2 separate regions of the Mus musculus genome follow, and region 2 is linked to region 1. Evidence: chromatin contacts called from public HiChIP or PLAC-seq data. All regions are on one chromosome and are shown on one strand. Each heading gives the region's core, a stretch centred on a gene start, on an enhancer-like site or on the middle of the called end of the contact. The rest is flanking DNA. Distances are from core to core; before and after follow the strand shown. Region 1 holds the start of Dnah6 (dynein, axonemal, heavy chain 6). Region 2 holds the start of Usp39 (ubiquitin specific peptidase 39).

Region 1 (3,998 bases), core at 11-2,510:
CCTGATGGGTCTTTCCTGTTTATCTTTCTCCTAACATCCGACCTTCGTCATTAAATAAGACCTTTGCTGCTAAATTAGTGTGCACTCATAAAATGTGTCATGTTAAATTTATGAGCTTCTAAAAAGCCAAGTTGCCAAATATATATATATATATATATATATATATATATATATGTATGTATGTATGTGTATGTATGTATGTATGTATGTATGTATATATATATATATATATGTATATATATATATATATATATATATATATAGTGTTTAAACACTCCCCAGGGCCAGTGAGATCGGTCAGCAGTCAAAGGCACCTGCTGCCAGGCGCAATGACCTGACTTTCATCCCCGGCAGCCACATAATGGAAGAACGGATCCGAACTAAATTCTCCTCTGGCTTCCACATACACACTGTAGAACCTACACACACACACACACACACACACACACACACACACACACACACAAGCACTCATGCGCGCACAAAATAAAATGTTTTGTGAAAACTGTAATGTGTTCCCTGAAAACTTCACATGACAAGAGACAAAATGTCAGCCCAATACTCAGGGCGCGTGTGAGGAGAGGTGGGGTAGATTGAGTGGTCTGTAATCTATACTCCAGCTCTGTATAATCTACTTGACGATAGGCGGGCTCAAAGGCGCACTCTGTTTTCTCGGCTTCTGTTAGCGGGTGGCTATCCAAGGCACGGTTAGAAAGCGGAGGAGAAAAAGAACGTAGTTCCAGCAGTGATCACGACATTTTGTAGGTTGAAAAGCAGCCTCTGCCAACCCGGGAAGCAGTTCCCCAAGGTAGGTGAAAGGGCTTCCATAGTTCGCCCAACCTTCGCCTGAGGCTCTTGAATCTTTCACCTCAGCATTTTAAGATGTGGGCGAACGTCAAGTCATACTCAAGCCTCTTGAGAAACAACAGATACCTACAGAAGGTTGGATTGCAGATCATGGATCGTCCAGAAACGAAGGAACACATAAAAAGACGGGACCTCCTATGCCTGCTTGCCCAAGCTGCCTGAGATTTCCATTCTAAAGCAGGAATCCTCCGGGTGGGGCCTGCTCCCTGACAACTAATGACGTCAAATACTCTGGGAACACCGATTGGCTCAATTACTTGGCGCGCTCCAGGAGAGCGAGAGCAGCTCCTCGAGACTGGCTGGCAGCGACTGACCGGCTCCTCCTTAGTGCAGTAAGCGTCCTTGGTGGCCCAGTGGTTGCTAAGCAACGGGAAACATTTTCTCCTGGGACTAGACTTCTGTTCCCAGACCAGGTATTGCTGGGCCTCTGGAGACCCTTCGGGAACGCTGCTGTTGAACCGCTTGGTGAGTCCATTGGAACTGAACTTTGGGCAGAGTCAGACACTCAGCAACCCCTCCCCAGGGATAGAAAGTCTCAGAAAAGATGGATTCAGTGATAGCTTCCTATCCCGGGGGACAGGAAAGCGAGGACTAGAGATGCTAGGCTTGCCCAAGACTACATACTGACTGTTCAAATCTAGACCTGTCCTGTTCATTAGACGCCAGGTATAAATTTACCCGGAAAGATAAGACATAGCCCTGCCTCACACAGCACCGTTATGCGTTGAAATGATAGTTTAAATATTAAGTAGAGCACATCATTAAAGTCAAGACCTTTCGTTTCTCATAGGCTTACTTGAGACGTTAAAATTGCATAAAAGACTTTTGATTTCTATTGGCACTGAGCCAGATTAAAATGTAGGCATGTCCACACCTGATTCAAGATGTTTTGTTTGTTCATTCGTTTGTTCTCTCTCTCTCTCTTTCTCTCTCTCTCTCTCTCTCTCTCTCTCTCTCTCTCTGTGTGTGTGTGTGTGTGTGTGTGTGTGTGTGTATACACCTGTGTGTGCACCTTTGCATATGAATATGGGAGGCTAGAGATTGATACTGGACTGTCTTCTTCAATTGCTTCTCCACCCTGTTTTGAAAAAACAGAGATCTCTCACCGAATCTGAAGTTTGGATAGCTTGGCTTGAAGTCCCTGAGCAGCTGCCAGCCCCTCCTTCCTGCCCCAGCCTACAGCCACCACCATAAATGCCCCCACAGAAACACTCCCCCAAGCAGCTCAACCAAAGCCACTTGTGGCCTGGAAGGCCTTCCCATCCCAAACCATGGACCCAAAGTAGGGAAAGGGGGTTGAAAAGAAAAAAAGCCACCAATCCATGGCTGGCTAGGATTCACCTGTGTGCCTCTACTCCCCTGTGCTTTGGTTACATGCAACACTTCCATGCCTTGCTTTTTACATGGGTGCTAGGGATCCGAACTCAGGTCCTTATGCTTGGTGTCTGTTTGCTGTGTATGTGTGTGTGTGTGTGTGTGTGTGTGTGTGTGTGTGTGTGTACTTGACACAAGCTAGAGTTATTTGGGAAGGACTCCCAACTGAGAAAACACCTTTGTGAAATTGGCCTAAACACTTGTCCGTCCAACATTTTCTTGGTTGATGATTGACGTGGGAAGGTGCAGTCTACCACAGGCTGTGCCACCTTTGAGTAGGTGATCATGGGTTGTATAAGAAAGCAAGCTGAGCAAGCCATGAAGAGCAAGCCACGAAGCAGTGTTCCTCAATGGCCTTTGCTTCAATTTCTGCCTTCGGTCCCTGCCCTGACTTCCCTTCAAGATGGACTACAAGCTGTAACATGAGGCAAACCCTTTCCTCCCCAAGTTGCATGTGGTCAGTGTTTTATCACAGCCATAGAAACACCAAGACACTCGTCTAACAAACAGTTTACAGATGGAGCCATCTCCCCAGACCTCTTACCTGCATCTATAAAACCAAATTCCTGGGGAAACGTTATGTGTACTGGATCTGACAAATGTAGTGCTCAACATCCTTCTCTTTATCCTTCCAAATCCAAGCAGGTGCAGGCCCAGACCAGGGCTTCTTCAAGCCAGGCAAACATCTCAGCTGTTATCCCTCTAGTCCCAGCACTCTGTGGGGAAGAACTCTGACTGGTTTTCTTTGTGGGGGGGGGGGGAATCATGTGAATTCAGTTCTCCCTGGTCCTTAATGCTCCCTCCGCTCCCTCCGTCTCCCCTCAGTTGTCTTGTCCAACCTGACCTGTTATTAGACGCGTTCTCACGACCGGCCAGGAAGAACACCACAGACCAGAATCTTCTGCGGCAAAGCTTTATTTCTTACATCTTCAGGAGCAAGCGTGTAAGAAGCAAGAGAGCAAGAAGCAAGAGAGAGAGAAAACGAAACCCCGTCCCTCTTTAAGGAGAATTCTCCTTCGCCTCGGACGTGTCACTCCCTGATTGGCTGCAGCCCATCGGCCGAGTTGACGTCACGGGGAAGGCAGAGCACAAGTAGTCATAAGATACCCTTGGCACATGCGCAGATTATTTGTTTACCACTTAGAACACAGCTGTCAGCGCCATCTTGTAACGGCGAATGTGGGCGCGGCTCCCAACATCTCCCCCTATCCTTTTAATAAGAGCAAATAGGCCACCCATATTAATGAGAGTGGAGATAGAGGTCAAATCCCCAGTGTGTAGGTAAAGGAGCCATGTACAGGATTAGCTCTTAGGCTCACAGGCTTTTACCCAGAGCAACCCTGACCTGCTCCCGTGTCGTTTTGCCTGGGGGAAGGGAACTAGGACACTGAACCTTCATGAAAGATGACATGTCTCCCTAGAATAGGCTCATATATGCCGCAGAGCCTTTCCATTGCAGTGCTTAGCCTTGCAACTCTCTCGGGCTGCTGAAGCACACTCACTCTATCCCGTGCAATGAGTCTAGCCTCATGGGATATAAGAGCTGAGTGGCCAGCGACCTATTGCCTAAGCATAGATATATCAGGGGAAGCTCCATGTTCTAGTCCTGCAAGCGCCTGGGCAATAACCACCTTGTCTCTCCTAGTTTAGGCCTTAAGCTTACAGACCAATCAAAGAAGCAACACTAATCCACAGCAAAGTGTATCTCCAAATAATATTAATCCCACCCATTTTTTAAAGAAAGAAAATGCTGAGGA
Region 2 (3,904 bases), core at 379-2,878, 880 kb after region 1:
GGAAAAACATGCAATATTGGTGATTACTCTTTCTAAATTATACTGAATTCGCTTAACATCTTTAGGTTCACCATTTCCCTACAAATGACATTTCTTTATGGCAGAATTAAAGAAGACATGTTAATATATGCCACTTGGTTGACTCTTTAATCTAAATGTGCCTAGGTTTCCTTAATTTTGTTTTTGTAGTGTGTGTGTATAGGCAAGAGGACGACACTGGGTGCTCTTGTCTGTATTCTCTACCTGTTCCTTTGAGATAGGGCCTCTCACTTAACCTGTAATTCAGCTGACAGCCACCAAGCCCTAGTGGTCCTCCTGTCTCCATTTCCCACATGGCTAGGACTATAGGCATGAGCCCACTGTCAGCTTTTTCCACGGGTGCTGGAGTTTTGGACTCATGCTTGGACAGTAAGCTTTCTCACCAATTGAGCCAATCTCCTCCGTTTGTTTGCTTATTAGTGGACATACTAAAAACATCTGTCTCTGATAGGCAATGAGGCAGACAAGTGCTCACGTAGGTAAGTTTTCCCCACCCATACCCAGTCCCTATTTCAGCCACATTGGAGCTGCACTGCTGGTGTCCAGACCACTTGCTTAACTGACCATGAGAGGAACCAAGGCTTTTGAGGGTCTAATAGTGCATAGCCTTCTCTTGTTTCTTTCCTTCTGGCATGTAGCCTAGGATAGTCTTGAATTAACTATGTAGCTCAGTTGGCCTTAAACTTTGGGATTTGTTTTGCCTGATCCTGAGAGTATAGCTTTCCAAGTTTTCAGTTTAAAATGTAAACATCAGAAACTTATTAGAGCAGTGACAGAATCAAGTGCATCTGCTTGATGGAATTGTTATATTGAAAGTAAAGGAACAGACTGCCTTACCCTAGACGTGAATGAGACCTGGTCAGAAAGAGGAAACACCGACTCATACTTGAACATAAAATTCTAGGAAATGTAGTCACTATTGTGGTTTGGGTGGGATTCCACGTGGGCACAGGACATTTCTGGGGTGAGACAAGTTTCTTCTCTTGAATCTGTAAGTGTTCATACATCGCAATTTAGCAAATTAGACACATCAAACGTGTACTATCTTGTATATCAATTATACTTCGATGGAACTGTTCAAATAGGCAGGGACTAAGGCATGACTCAGTGGTAAGGCTGAATTTGAAGTTTTATTAGCTAAACAATAAATGCGCCTTAGCAGAGTATTTGCAAACTCATTTCAAGAGCCCTTTAAATATGATACTAATTGAAGTTCCCAGGTACAAGCCTGAATGAAGGAGTTAATTTGGGAATACTGACTCCTTTTCCTGTGTAGGTCATCAGTCCCTGATCAGGGGACATCTCTGGATCGTCGTTTCGAGACACAAATTGTCCTGAAGCTATCTCGGGTGGAGTGCTAGCTTCCTTTTCCCTAAAATGAAAGTAGCCTGTGAAAGGTTCCTATTTAAGCCGTGAAGAGATGTTGGACAAGGACACAATATGTTCGAAACTATCTCGGTTGGGCCAGCAGCGCTTATAACGTTTTATAAGCCTGTATTGTCCCTCACAGCGACTCGTAGCGCGCTGCGTTTCTATGAGGCCATCTCGACTTCTGATTGGCTGCTTGCTGCCCGTGCTCGGCGCCGGCGCGGAAGCTCCTAACTGGTGGTGGCGATGTCTAGCCGGTCCAAGCGGCAGTCCCATGGTTCCACCCGCGGGAAGCGTGAGTCCGAGTCTCGTGGCAGCTCGGGTCGCATCAAGAAGGAGCGAGACCGTGAGAAGGAGCCCGAGGCGGCGAGCTCCCGGGGTAGCCCGGTCCGCGTGAAGCGGGAGGCCGAGCCGGCTGCGCGAGAGGTCCCGGCGCCCGCGCTCCCGGTCGTGCGGGTGAAGCGTGAGCGCGAGGCCGATGAAGACTCGGAGCCCGAGCGGGAGGTGCGAGGTGCGCGGGGCCGGGCCGGGCGCGTCCTCTTCCTTCGCCTGCTTTCTTCTTTCTCCTCCTATATTTTTAAAGACGGGTCTCAGGAACTTGAAGTTGTAACCAGAGATGGCCTTAGACTCTTGCTTCCCCTTCTTGAAGTCTGAGATGCCCAGTTTTTGTCTGCTTTTTACTTTTCCTTTCTTCTGCCTCCCTGACCAGGCTTGAATCCAGCAGGCTGGATTGCCTGTCATAATACATCACAGCATCTCCCTATTCACGTATAGCCTACGTGGGTCAGGTGCTCTACTGACGACTGTACAGATGGACCCTTCTCCGTTCCCCCCCACCCCCCACAAATTCCTAAGAGTCAGAGTCATGTTGTAATTTTTGGAATAAGACCATTAGTTGAGTCCCAGTGCACTCAACTCAAGTATTGACTTTGTACTAGTTGAATAGTTTGGAGACACTAATGCTTCTCCTGGGTTTTGCATGGGGGTTGTTCCATGTTGTCTTGTAAAGGATGCTGATGTAATGACCAGCCTTGGGAGACAGATAGTATTATTCCATAGAGCAATAGGTAGGGAGTAAGGTCACAAGAAGATATAATCTTCTTTAAGGGCAGGGATCTTCTGTAAGGCAACCCACTATGAGCACTGGTTCTTTTTCTATTCTATTATGGGACTTAACTCTAGGATCTGGCAAAGATGTCATATAATAGGGTACTGTTATTGCTGTAGTAGACTCTTTGTTTTAGTCTGTGATCATGTGGCTTCTGTCAGCATCCATGAAGCTGTGTCAAGCTAACACATTAGGGTTAACTTTAGTTAGAGTTAACACATTAGGATTAACTCTCAGAACCAATACAGTTCTTGTACTAATAGTAGATTTAAGGATATTCAGCTTATCTTAGTACTTGTGATATATTTCATGATACTTTTCCTGCCCATTTGATATTTATTTATTTATTTATTTGCTTATTTAGGCAGGCTCTTACTAAGTAGCCCTGGCTGTCTTGGAACTTTGTCGGTAGGCCTCAAACTCAGAGATTTCACCTAGCCTACTCACTCAAGGGCTAGGATTAATGTACACCACCAATGCCTGGCATTTATTTATGTGTATGCATGTACCATGGTGTATGTGTGGAAGTCAGTGGGCAACTTGTGGGAGTCCGTTTTCTCTCCTAGCCTGTGTGTCACAGGGATTGAACTCAGATAGTTGGGTTGCTGGTAAGCACCTTTACTAAGCCATCTCACTTGCCTGGATTCCTTTATGTAATATATAAATTAATCTTTCATTGGTTATATATGTAATAGACCTACTCTTAGTTTGCAACTTATTTCATTAGTGGCCTTTTTTTGAATGTTGTCACTAAAGGAAATGGAAAAGCTCATCTTTTTGAGATGTGTGTGTGTGTGGTCCCTGGCTGTCCTAGAACCTAACCTAACTGATCAAACTCTCCCAATCTTAGTGATCAAATGTTCCCATTTCGGTGATTTTGTTTTGTTTTGTGTTTGCTTGTTTTGTGCCTGTGATTTGAGGAGAGCCTCCAGTCCTCCATTTATGATGCTGGAGCAGATCTTGGCTGTGCTAGTTAAGTGTTCTACCACTGAGCAGATCTTGCCTGTGCTAGTTAAGTGTTCTACCACTGAGCAGATCTTGGCTGTGCTAGTTAAGTGTTCTACCACTGAGCAGATCTTGGCTGTGCTAGTTAAGTGTTCTACCACTGAGCAGATCTTGGCTGTGCTAGTTAAGTGTTCTACCACTGAGCAGATCTTGCCTGTGCTAGTTAAGTGTTCTACCACTGAGCAGATCTTGCCTGTGCTAGTTAAGTGTTCTACCACTGAGCAGATCTTGCCTGTGCTAGTTAAGTGTTCTACCACTGAGTTACTTTCCAGCACAAGTTTCCCATTTAACAGCCTGTATGGATTTCTTCTCAGCAAAGAATGGCCGAGTGGATTCTGAAGACCGGAGGAGTCGTCACTGCCCGTACTTGGATACCATTAATAG

What was found. HiChIP or PLAC-seq counts read pairs in DNA pulled down with a chosen protein or histone mark.
Region 2: an H3K27ac HiChIP or PLAC-seq map of thymic regulatory T cells shows a contact between it and region 1, with 6 times the contacts expected there. The contact joins the promoter of Usp39 here to the promoter of Dnah6 in region 1. A contact is called at or near these places in 2 of 115 datasets of contacts at active chromatin or transcription factors (astrocytes and thymic regulatory T cells) and 1 of 9 other capture datasets (adipose tissue).

What each region holds. Positions count from the first base shown.
Region 1 is chr6:73,218,893-73,222,890 of GRCm38.p6, reverse strand. It overlaps Dnah6 (dynein, axonemal, heavy chain 6), which reads left to right and starts at 1,260. Exons shown (of 77, transcript NM_001164669.1): 1 at 1,260-1,332. Gm40377 (a long non-coding RNA gene) reads right to left here and starts at 94. Exons shown (of 3, transcript XR_869180.3): 1 at 1-94.
Region 2 is chr6:72,342,899-72,346,802 of GRCm38.p6, reverse strand. It overlaps Usp39 (ubiquitin specific peptidase 39), which reads left to right and starts at 1,628. Exons shown (of 13, transcript NM_138592.4): 1 at 1,628-1,918; 2 at 3,835-3,904. The coding sequence starts at 1,654.